4 separate regions of the Mus musculus genome follow, and all the other regions are linked to region 4. Evidence: chromatin contacts called from public Hi-C data. All regions are on one chromosome and are shown on one strand. The core of a region is the stretch at or near the end of the contact, and the rest is flanking DNA. Distances in the headings are between cores, read along the strand shown.

The links. A called contact is a pair of places that touch in the nucleus more often than the background predicts.
Region 1: a contact with region 4 is called in a Hi-C map of liver, with 2.2 times the contacts expected there. The contact joins two enhancer-like sites. A contact is called at or near these places in 8 of 484 Hi-C or Micro-C datasets (the HL-1 cell line, cortical neurons, embryonic stem cells and 2 more), 2 of 115 datasets of contacts at active chromatin or transcription factors (both in embryonic stem cells) and 1 of 9 other capture datasets (embryonic stem cells).
Region 2: a Hi-C map of muscle stem cells shows a contact between it and region 4, with 2.3 times the contacts expected there. The contact joins two enhancer-like sites. A contact is called at or near these places in 4 of 484 Hi-C or Micro-C datasets (frontal cortex, muscle stem cells, myocytes and 1 more) and 3 of 115 datasets of contacts at active chromatin or transcription factors (embryonic stem cells, pancreatic cancer cells and stem cell-derived stembryo).
Region 3: a contact with region 4 is called in a Hi-C map of liver, with 2.2 times the contacts expected there. The contact joins two enhancer-like sites. A contact is called at or near these places in 1 of 484 Hi-C or Micro-C datasets (liver), 5 of 115 datasets of contacts at active chromatin or transcription factors (T-cell acute lymphoblastic leukemia and embryonic stem cells) and 2 of 9 other capture datasets (embryonic stem cells and liver).

The regions. Positions count from the first base shown.
Region 1 is chr6:94,557,335-94,560,034 of GRCm38.p6, forward strand. The region is part of intron 5 of Slc25a26 (solute carrier family 25 (mitochondrial carrier, phosphate carrier), member 26); the gene reads left to right. Among named protein-coding and RNA genes, the nearest start is that of Mir7041, 48 kb to the right of the region's middle. Within about 2 kb of position 1,442, at least 3 of the 459 cell types and tissues checked have an H3K27ac peak or open chromatin away from gene starts, as enhancers often do. A contact at or near this core is called in liver, where this site is marked.
Region 2 is chr6:94,914,701-94,917,400 of GRCm38.p6, forward strand. No RefSeq gene overlaps it. Among named protein-coding and RNA genes, the nearest start is that of 4930511E03Rik, 28 kb to the right of the region's middle. Within about 2 kb of position 1,286, at least 36 of the 459 cell types and tissues checked have an H3K27ac peak or open chromatin away from gene starts, as enhancers often do. A contact at or near this core is called in muscle stem cells, where this site is marked.
Region 3 is chr6:94,599,998-94,602,697 of GRCm38.p6, forward strand. The region is part of intron 9 of Slc25a26 (solute carrier family 25 (mitochondrial carrier, phosphate carrier), member 26); the gene reads left to right. Among named protein-coding and RNA genes, the nearest start is that of Mir7041, 5.1 kb to the right of the region's middle. Within about 2 kb of position 1,279, at least 34 of the 459 cell types and tissues checked have an H3K27ac peak or open chromatin away from gene starts, as enhancers often do. A contact at or near this core is called in liver, where this site is marked.
Region 4 is chr6:94,778,845-94,781,544 of GRCm38.p6, forward strand. No RefSeq gene overlaps it. Among named protein-coding and RNA genes, the nearest start is that of Lrig1, 80 kb to the left of the region's middle. Within about 2 kb of position 1,262, at least 63 of the 459 cell types and tissues checked have an H3K27ac peak or open chromatin away from gene starts, as enhancers often do. A contact at or near this core is called in liver and muscle stem cells, where this site is marked.

The sequences.
Region 1 (2,700 bases), core at 192-2,691, 220 kb before region 4:
TTATGTATCTATTGAGATGATATTGACATTTCCATCTGACATAATATTTTTATTCATTTGGTTATTTTTTAAAAACCATGTGTGCTCTATGTGGTGTATATACACATTTGTATGCTCACACCCATGTGTGTCTAGAAGCCAGAGGAGGATCTTTGATGTCTTGTTCTATCACTACTGTACTGCTTTGAGGTAGGGTCTCTCCTCCTCCTCTTTTCCTGTCCCTGTCTCTGAAACTCTTAGCTCCACCTCCTTTCCCCTGTCCAATCACAGGCTTCTTGTTGTGTTAATATTTAAATTAATTGAGGGAAAATTCTGCTTCACCTGTTTTTGTGTTGGGGTAAATCTGTGTCTTCACCTCTCTCAGTGCTGTTCTATGAGGTTGGATGCACCTGTGTTTGGCATGTTTAAATATGTAAGGTCCTCTTGGGTTGATGGGGCTGTCTTTATCTTTTCTGACTAAATTTGGTTTGAGCTTTTCTTTTGTTGGAACTCAGAACAGCAACCCCCCTTGTTTTCTAGGTCCATTTCCTCAGGATGCCTTTCCCAACCTTTCACTCTAGGATTGTATTTGTTTTTAATAAGCTGTATTTCTTTCAGATAACAAATAGATGTATCTTTTTTTATAATTCAGTCTGCTAGTCTGTATCTTTTAATTGGAATATTTATTAATTGGGGTATTAATATTCAAAGTTGTTATTGGGAGAGATATATTAACTCTTGTCATTGTATTGATTTTTTTTTTTTTGCACTAGTTTGTGTTTTCCTGTTTTTTGAAGTGGGAACTTAAAGGATTCTTTGGACAGTCAGTTGTGTTAGATGGTGTTTTGCTGGGGCAAACGCGTAAAAGAGTATTTTCCTAAAGTGGACACCAGTAAAAGGCTAAGGCAGACCCATGAAGAAACTTTCGATGAAGCAGACATGGGAAAAAGGATGATTTGCTAAAGTAAGCACATTAAAGGGCACGTGATGAAGGATTCTTTGTTAACAACACCCTTGTACTGATCTGCCTTACATGGACTCTATAGAAAGAAATGCACCAAAAAAGCCCTGTTGGTGTGCCTCGGCTTCTTGTCACTTCTGCAGACTTGGACTGATTAGCAGAGTGATGTCAGCTGAGACAGACACATGTGCTGAGATATAAGACCTCTGGAGGACACACGATGTTTGGAGGGAGTTTAACAAGAACTCGTTGGACAGTGATGGAGGCTGAGCTGGGCAAGCTTATAGAGTTAGCTGTGTAAAGCTTGTTAGTCTAGAGTCTTTACTGATCTTTGCTTTGCTGAGAGAGGCACAGCTGAGAACTTCTCCTGGCCTTCCTCCTGGTCCCTCCTGCTGACTTGTGTGGAGGCTGAGGCCTGGCTGTCTCTGCTAGGTAGTGCCACTGCTGCTGATTCCTGTTTGCTCTTCCAACTCTCCTGAGCTAGACTATTGGTGTACCCACAGAGTGTTTGTGAGTGGATCAAACTGCTGTTGCTAACCTTTGAACTGAACTGTCAATTTCCAGACAGTACAGGCAGGAGTTGTTCCAAAGAGCCATTTCTAAACAGGTCCACTTTCCCGTATGTTTTCTTTTCCACTACCTCTGGTGGGTGATGGGCTAGCAGGGAGGTTAAAGCATTTAAGAACCATCATTAAAAATAAGGTTTGAAAAATTAAAGTTACAGTTTTTATTCTTTACTTATGCATCACTTAGTTTTTCCTGTATCCTGATAGGAAGCCTGGAGTTTCTTCAAGGATCTTTAGTAGTCATGACACCTTCAGCTTGTTTGCTTGTTTCTTTTTTATCATGAAAGGTCTTTTGTTTTTTTCAATCATGACAGATAGTTTTGTTAAGCATAGCAGTCTCCATCAGCAATTACTGTTTTTCAGTGCTTAGAGATTCATCATTCAGTGTTTTCCTGTTTTTTTAGGCTATGTTGAGGAATATGCTGTATTCTTATGGGTTTATTTATGACTTGACAGTTTTCTCTTGTAGTTTCAATATATTTTCTTTGTTCTCTCTAGTGTTTTAACTATAATATGATGTGGGATGGCTCTTTTCTGGGCTTGCCTGTTTGTTCTGAATGCCTCTCGAGTCTGGATGTTCATCTCTTTCTTAAGTTGGGATGTTTTCCCCTATGGTTTTCCTGGACACATTCTTTATCTCTTTAGGCTGAAGTTCTTGTTCTTTCAAGTGATTCATAAATTAGATATTTTTGTGCTGTGCCATAGAACTTGCCTGCTGTGTTCATATTTTCTTATTTTACCTTTTTTGGTGTCTGGATCTCTCAGCAGTTAAGAGCATTTGATGCTCTTGCAGAAGATCAAGGTTTGATTTCCATCATCCACCCAGTGGCTCAGAATGGTCTGTAACTCCAATTCCTGGGGATCTGGTCCTCTCTTCTGGCCTTCACAGGCACACAAAATAACACAAATAACTCTTTTAAAATATTTTTATATTTTTACTTTGTTTATTTATGTGTATATATGTGTAGATGCTGGTGGAGGCCTGAAGAGGGTGTCAGGTCTCCTGGAGCTGGAGTTAGAGGCAGCTGTGAGCAGTGGTCCAAGATGTGAGTGCTGAGAACCAAATCTCCAGTTCTCTTCAAGAGCAACGAGTGCCCTCTAAGCCGAATCTCCAGCCCTGTGTTTGCCCCTTTTAATTAGTGCTGTGCATGGTGACACCGGCCTGTAATCATCACACTCAGGAGACAGCAGGGG
Region 2 (2,700 bases), core at 36-2,535, 140 kb after region 4:
GCTGAGTCAAGAAATGTCACCTTTCATCTCTCAGATAGAAACTCCGGGACCTGAGCCCACCCTCTGCATTGTAGCTAGTAACATAACTTTATACCCGCCCCCCCCCTTTCTTGGCTTTTCGAGACAGGGTTTCTCTGTGTAGCCCTGGCTGTCCTGGAACTCTCTCTGTAGACCAGGCTGACCTCGAACTCAGAAATCTGCCTGCCTCTGTCTCCCATGTGCTGGGATTAGAGGCATGTGCCACCACTGCCCAGCTCTCCTGTGTCTCATAAGCTTTGTGCCCCAAGAGAACAGAAGACCAGAGAAAGCTCAGAGAGAGCAAGGATGCTGTGACCTGTGATGGCTGGTTTCCAGAAACACAGCTAAAGCCTGAGGAGGAATCCCATGGAAAGAGCTCGGAGGACTCACATGCAGTTCCTAGCTGTGCTGCCTCGCCCTCCTGCTGCTTTGTCCTCCCCTCTATAAAGGACTGGATCCCTAGAACTGTGAGTGGGAATAAGTCCTTCCTCTCTTCAGTTGCTTTTTGTCAGGGATTTGGTGTCGGCCATGAGAAAGGTAACTAACGTACATGGCTTCCTTGAATCCTTGATTTGGCTGATGTCTTGGGTTAGGAACTGAGTTACAGAACTTACTATACAAATGGATAAAATTAAGTATGAGAAAGTGGAGCAAATCACAGAATTAAAAAAAAAAAAAGAAAAAGAAAAAGAAAAAAAAGCACCAGACAGTCCATGGTAGTGTGGCACAAGCCTTTAATCCCAGCACTTGGGAGGCAGGTGGATCTCTGAATTTGAGGCCAGTCTGATCAGACAGAGTGAGTTCTGGGATAGCCAGGGCTACACAGAGAAACCCTGTCTCTAAAAACCAAACCAAACCAAACCAAACCAAACCAAACCAAACCAAACCAAACCAAACCAAACCAAACCAAACCAACAGCATCTTGACAGATATAAAATAACAGGATTTAGATGTCAGATAGTTTAAAACAAAATGGCCACGTTATTAATACAATAATTAAAGGGTAAAAATATCTCCACGCTCTAGTCACAAGCCTATTTATTTAAAACAATATGAGTCAAAGCAAAATTCTTGCCCAAGAAAAGGACATGACAAGGTTCTTAGAGGTTATTGTCATGGGATTTGGGGACCTGACAAAGTTACAGGATACAGACATTGCAAAGTTTTTTGTTTTTTGTTTTTTTCTTTTTTAGTTTCTTTTGCCTCCCATGGCAATGAGTCACTGTGGAAACCAGTAGGAGAATATCAGCGGAGAACTTGACAGTTCCCATAACAAGGAAGGAAAATGTGGCCAGCGGAACCCTTTCATGATAATCTCAACAATGCAAACTGTAAAGCTGGGTGAAACCCCACCTTATAGGCTGCGTGCCAAGTACAGGGGTGGCGAGAGGACGTGGTGGCCTAGGACTCTGTAGGACACACTTATTTTCCATTAGTTCTCTGCCTCTAAAACCAAGCTCAGAAACTACACAGTCAGCTGCCCTATATTTTTTGGTGAAATCTTACCTTTCTAAAATAGCAACAAATACCAAGAAGTAGAGAGTTCAAGAGAGTGCTGGGATGTTCTAGGCACTACTCCACCACCTCCAGATGCCTTGCTCAATTAACTGTTGAAGTTTCTTTTCTCTGTCGTTTCTTCCTAAACCAATTTTATGCACATGGGCTGGGTGTGGTGATAGGCTGGAGGGCCCCTCCCTCCCTCTCCCCCTCCCCCAAGTGAGTTGGAACACAAAGAAACAGCTGCAGCTGTAAATGGAGGAAAAAGAAAGACAGAGGCAAAAAGATGGCTGAAGATCAAGGACGAGGGTTGTTTTGTGAAATCTGAGATTTTTAAAGGTTATTTTCAAGCCCTCGAACTTTGCACTTTTCTCAGACTACCCACCCCAAACCCTCTTGTGTCACTTCCTTTTCACCCAAATGTCTGCTCTCTTTTTGCTTCCATAAACTTGTTTTCACACATTTGATAATATCTGCGGTCCTTGAAAGTGAAACATGGTATGCTTTGTTTGGGAGGAGTTTGGTTGTTCCACAGTGGGCGAAATAAAAAGTTAAAAGTTTACGTATAAATGGGCATCTGTGAAAACCATAAGATTTGACTTGATGAACATCTGACAAAGTGAACACACAAAATTAGGACGCACCAGGCACCCCATAGTGCCCCCCCTGGGTCTGCTTCCTGGTACCTCAGAATACTCTGCTAGGTATGCTTCCTGGTACCCCAGAACCTTCCCTGGGTTCGATTCCTGTTGCCCCAGAGTCCCCACTGGGTCCGTTTCCTGGTACCTCTTTACTCTTCCCACTCATTTGTATCAGGAGATTCAATCATGTCTTGTTTCTTCATTTGCTCCCAGGCATTTGGCAATACTTGGAAATACTGCTGACTGCAACAAATGGGGAGTGGGTGCTTCTGGCATTTGGCAAGGCTAAGGATGCAGGGGAATATCCCGCAATACACAGGACCACCTCCCAAACAAGCAAGTACCTGCTTCTAAATGCCACTAATAATGCCAGGGTTGTGAAAGCTGGGTTTACATACAAGGTACTGTCATGTCTGGTATCACTTGCTCCCTACAGTATCTGAGAACTCTATCCATCTTGTTACACGTGTCAGGAGCACATTTGTTCTTGATGCTTCGAGGTTTCCCCTCCAATTCCTCTTGTTTGTGTGTGTGTGTGTGTGTG
Region 3 (2,700 bases), core at 29-2,528, 180 kb before region 4:
CCCAGCTCATCACTGCGCTGTCTGCTCCACAGTGCTCAGCCTTGGGTGGCCATTACTGTTTGGTTGCTAAGTACCTCACATTTTTTTGCATGTGGTATGCAGATGGGTGTGTGTGCCCACTAGTGTAGCCATAGAGGATAGAGGATAGAGTTTTCAGTTGGATGTCTTCCTCAGTCACACTTGAAACAGTCTCTTACTGAACCCGGAGCTCACCATTTTGACTATAGTAGGACCCGAGGACCGACCTGTTCCCTTCCCCGTCGCTGGGTTGCAAGTGAGGACCACTGCACCTGGCTTTCTGTGGTGCTGAGGATCTGAGCTTGGGTTAAGCTTGCCCTGCAAGCATGCTAATGAAGCATCTCTCCAGCCCCACATGCCTCCAAATGTCTTGCTTTAAGTCCTAAAAAGCCGTCCCTGCACACTGGTTCACCATACGGTGGTGCTGGAGCTGTGTCTATGCTGAGTTGTTAGAAAAGCGGAAGGGTTTTCTCTACGGAACGGTCTGGACATGCTGTGTGGACGTGCCTCCACCTGGAGCTGGGATGGCTGGCATTGGGAGCAGCAGCACTGTGCCCTCCTGGCCTCTTTACCTGGCATAGCCGCCCCGCTCACCCCCATGCCAGGGTACATCACTGATCACTATTTTTGTGTAACTTTGGCATTTTAAATTTCAGCTGATGGTCCGGGAAACATGGTGATGCTTTTGCCAGAGAGCAAACTCCATGTCTGTTTGAGTTTTCCAGCTGGATGCTTCAAAGTGGTGGCTGGGTGCTTTCACTCAATGTCTGCTCTGATGGTCGGAGGTGCAGATTGGATCTAACAGACAGGACTTACTGACTCTAGATGTGTCAGACATAGGAAAGGCATGGTGCTAGCTTCCGGAGTGAGTCTGCTGTTCATGGCTGACCCCGCGTGAGGAATAAGAACATATTAGTTGTTAATTTGGGTACGAATTTGACACTGAACAAAGATGGAATGAGGAGGGACATGGGTTGTGTGCCCCATATGCATTATTTGAGAAGCCTCTTAGGAAAGCAGTGGCTGCGCTCACGAGGCAGCAGCTGGTGACAGTGACTTTTGACATCCTGAAGGCCAGCTGCCAGATTGTGTGGTGACTTAGCTGGGCCCCTGACTATACTGTTGTGGGGCTGCAGCCCATTTGCCAGTGTCGAGAAAGTGGTGACAAGAAAGGACACACTGGATGAGGCAGTGCCCCGCTGTGGCCACCGCATGCTGCTGGGTAGATGATGCAAGAGCGGCCTTCCCTGTCCAGGTCATGGCACACACTTGACTATAACTAAGCAGTGCCAGAGGAAAGACAGCAAAACAGGCCAAGGGTGTGTGTTTGTTCTGACCCAGCCTTGGTGCTGAAAGGTAGCTTGGATTTTTGGCTCGTCTTCTGAGTCTCCAGTCTTGGACTCTGGTCACCTTGTCCAGGGCAGCACTGAACAGCATGTTCCCAGCAGCAGTGGCCACCCCTGAGCATACAGCAACTCCAGCCCCTCTAGTGAGCAAGTGATTGGACCAAGAGACAAATGAAAACTACTGGTCCCTTTCTGGGCAGGTGGCTCAGCCTACTTCCTCTGTGGCAGTGCCAGATAGAGCCACCACTGTCTGTGCCCCCTGCCCTGCACACACACTAAGCCTATCAAGTCTACATAACTCCCAGCAGCCCCTCCCACCAAGGAACCTGATGCTATCTCAGAGGAGATGGTAGGGAGCCACGCTGGAGGGCAGACTGGGGTTAGCCCAGAAGCTGCAGGGCAGAGGGGAGGTCCACTTGTCCTGGATTGCCCCTGGCTGATCCCCTGAACGTTTTCCCTTGAATATGCCCTTTATGTACTCGCTGCTGCTGGGAGCTCCTGCTTATCCTGTCACCTGTTGTCCCTGGAACACAACCTGCCCTACTCACAAGTCTGCCTGTAAGCAGAGGTGGAACCCCTCCCCCCTACAAAACCTCCACTTTAAGGAGGCTGCAGTCTGTTGGTCATCTGTGACGCTGTAACTGCTCCCATCTGTCTCTGGCCTCTGCTGAGCTGGGTAGTGGCAAAGCTGAGGGAGACTGACCTCCAAGCCCAGCTCAGTGTCTCCAGGCCTGCCTTCTATATGGTAGGTGCCTTGTTTGCCACTTCCTGGGCCAGGCTAGCTGACCCAAGAGCCTCCGGGACTTCCTGTCACTACAGGAGCACTGGGGTTACTGCAGAGCTGCCACGCGCAGCCTCACGAGGTTTCTAGACATTTGAACTCAGGTCTTGCTCGCTTTACCCACTAAGCTATTCTCTCTAGCTCCCTAAGTAGCTTAGCAAGAGGGGTCCCACTATGTAAAGTCCTTGCTTTCTTCTGTGCTGCCTGCTAGAGGTGGGAGGGGCAGCGGATCTCTTCCACTGGCTGTGTAGGGCATGGGCTGTGTATCCAGCAGAGATTCCTGTCAGCTTTCTTCATTAGCTTCCACTTAGCTTAGCACAAAGGCTTTCCCACATCTTTAAAAGGCATGAGCATTGTTATAATAAAACACTTGCCCTATACCCAAAGCCTCTCCACGAGTGTGCACACATAGACATCAAACTGGTTCTTTCCTTGTCCAGGGATCGAACTTGGGTTATCCATCAGTCTTGACAGCAAGTGCCTTTTCCCACCGAGGCAGCCCAAGTTCTGGCTTCTAAGTTTGTCTTTCTGCATATAGAAGCACTTTTCTGGGTA
Region 4 (2,700 bases), core at 12-2,511:
CCAGGGCCAAGTTTGCCTTGGTCAGGCTGGCTAGAGTGCCTTCATCTACAGTGCAGTTCTCATGGGTGAAAGAGCATCCTGCCCCAAATACCCACAGCACTTAGAAGTTCTGTGCTTTGCGGCAGGCTGCACAATATCTCTTGCAGCTAACTCTATGTTCTCAGTGACAGACAGGAACTTAAACACACATGTCCTTGGAGGAGGGCCAAATACCTGGGCAAAAAAGAATCTTAGATTAAAAAAAAAAAAAAAAGTAAGGTCTTTATTTTTCTTCTCCTCCCCAGTGGTTATGGCTTCTCTGCATCCCCACCCCCAAACTTTTAACTGTTTTCATTCTGTATTCACTGGAAGAACCTAGAAAATGTCAAGAAATCAAAACGAAAAGACTCATAGCTTTATCACTCAATATAAAAGCTGCTTAGTTTTAGTATACAGTCTCCCCCCCCCCCCCCCCCCCCCCCGTTTAGAGACTAGGTCACGTGTATCCCATGCTACTCTCAAAACAGCTGAGGATGACCTTGAACTGATCTCCTGCCTCTACGCCCTGACCCCTGTGTCTATAGGTGTGTCTCACTACATCTGGCTTATGCAGTGTTGCTGCTGGCTTCCTGCATGCTGGGCGAGCACTCTACAAACGGAGCCACATCCTTAGTCTGGCAGTCTTATATTTTTATATATATATAAAAATGAAATCACAAGGTACATAGAATGGAAGTGTTTGTAAGTTAAGACTAATTCCCGAACATTTATCTATTTATCTACCAAACACCACTGGTTTCCATCTAACTGGCCAGTGTATAGAGGAGGAAACCATCTCATAGTGTCATTAGGTTGGACCACAGGTTGCTGTCCCCAACTGTGGCTCAGCCACTGCTCTGTTGTGGAGCTTTGGAGCCTTCCCCTCTGCCTCCTCCTTCCCTCCCTGTTTCCTTCATCCCTTCTTTTTCTTAATTTCTTTATCTCTCCTCTCTTTTCCCCACTCCCTCTCTCTTCCTCTCCTTTGCTATCAGAAATACCTCTACCCTGAACATCTCTGTGACTTGGCCTTGGCAGGCATCCCTAATGACGTCTCTAAGATGACTCTGGCTCTCCATGCTCTGGAAACCACCTACTTTGACTGAGGTCACATGGCCAGCAGCAAGCCCGCAAACACTGCAAGTGGAAAAACTGCAAGTGTTTGCCTCTCCTAATTACACAAGAGCTTCCAGGTTGTAAGAGGCGAGAGGCCAGCCAGTTCTCACTGGACATGTGGTTTCCACGCTGTCTCAGCCTGCCGGGGCAAGCCGGCCTTTGGCAGGGAGGGAGTAAGGTTAAAACCTCTTCTGCCAGAGGCTTCCCACAATTCCTACCTTCTTTTTGGTACACAGAGAAGATTCTGGGCATCCACGGAAGGCTAAAGTAGCACAAGGGAAAATTCAAAGAGAAAACGTTAGCTTGACGCCAAGCCATCGTTCCTGTATATGTCAAAGCCTTACGTAAACTGCTGGAGGAGACAAAAGACAAGATCTTTTCCTTTCTTTTCGTTCTAAGCTCTAGAAATTCAGGAACAACCTGGGTCTAATTTTGCAACCTCTGTGAGGGTTTGGGTATGGCAACCTTGTGATCTTGCTTCTGGAATGATCTCAGAATCTATATCAAGGTTCCTTGACCTGAAGGGCAAAGATGGCACCAGCCCAACTCGGGGTACATCTGAGGACCCATTGAGGGTAAAACTGGAATGAAGGCACTAAGGATGACGCTGGAAATACCAGGTGCTCCTCCTTTTACTTATGACAGCTGTTGAACTGTCTCAAGCTCAAAGTCTGAACCTGAAGTTTTCCCCAGGTGAGCCAAGGACAGAGGAACAAGATGTGTTTTTGCCAAACAAGAAAACCAGCTTATAAATGTGGGAGGCAACTTCTCGTGTCTGGCTCTCAGGACAGGAGGGGCTAAGATGCAGGAAGAAGCCACCCAGCCCCAAAGCATTTAAAATCATGTGGGTCCCCACCCTTGCCCCCGGGCATAAAACCTAAGAAGGAGTCCAAGGGCAGGGGAGAATGTTTTGTTCAGACTATAAAACTAAGCCAAAAGTGCAGGTTGGAAAGGAATTACACTGCTTCAATACTGTGCAAAAGAATAGACGATAAATCTACTTAGAAATGATGGGAGCGGTCATGTGGTGGTTCCAAAAAGCCCCGCTCCAAGTGCTGAGGAAGAATAATGGGATCCCTGGCCCCAGTGTATCTCTCTTGTTAAATGTGCTTCCTGTGGCTTACTGTTAAAATTAATGAGCATTCCCTGAGAGGCTGGGGAAAGGTGACCTGCATGTTGGCGGAGTAAGGGAACCTCCCTTGGGTCAAAAGGCTTCTGTAGACATGTGGGTCACTGGGCACCATTCAGGACTATGGTAAGTTGTGTGGCTGGTGCTGAATCTACAGGAGCGCTGACTTCCTCCTTCCTAGGCAGCATATTGGGTAGATCCAGGCTGGCCTATTCATCAGTTCATTGAGCACCTAGTATAAGCCAGGCACTGTCTTAGGCAGGACCACAGTGAACTCATAAAATTCTCACCGTTTATGTTCTAGTTAAAAAACAAAAACCAAAAAACAATAACAATGTCCGTTCACCTGTAGAGTGACAAGACTGGCTCAGGCATAGGATGTGGTTCAGGGCACTGGGCTAAACATTCCAAAAGTGCGAGAGCAAAGCATCTCAGTTAGG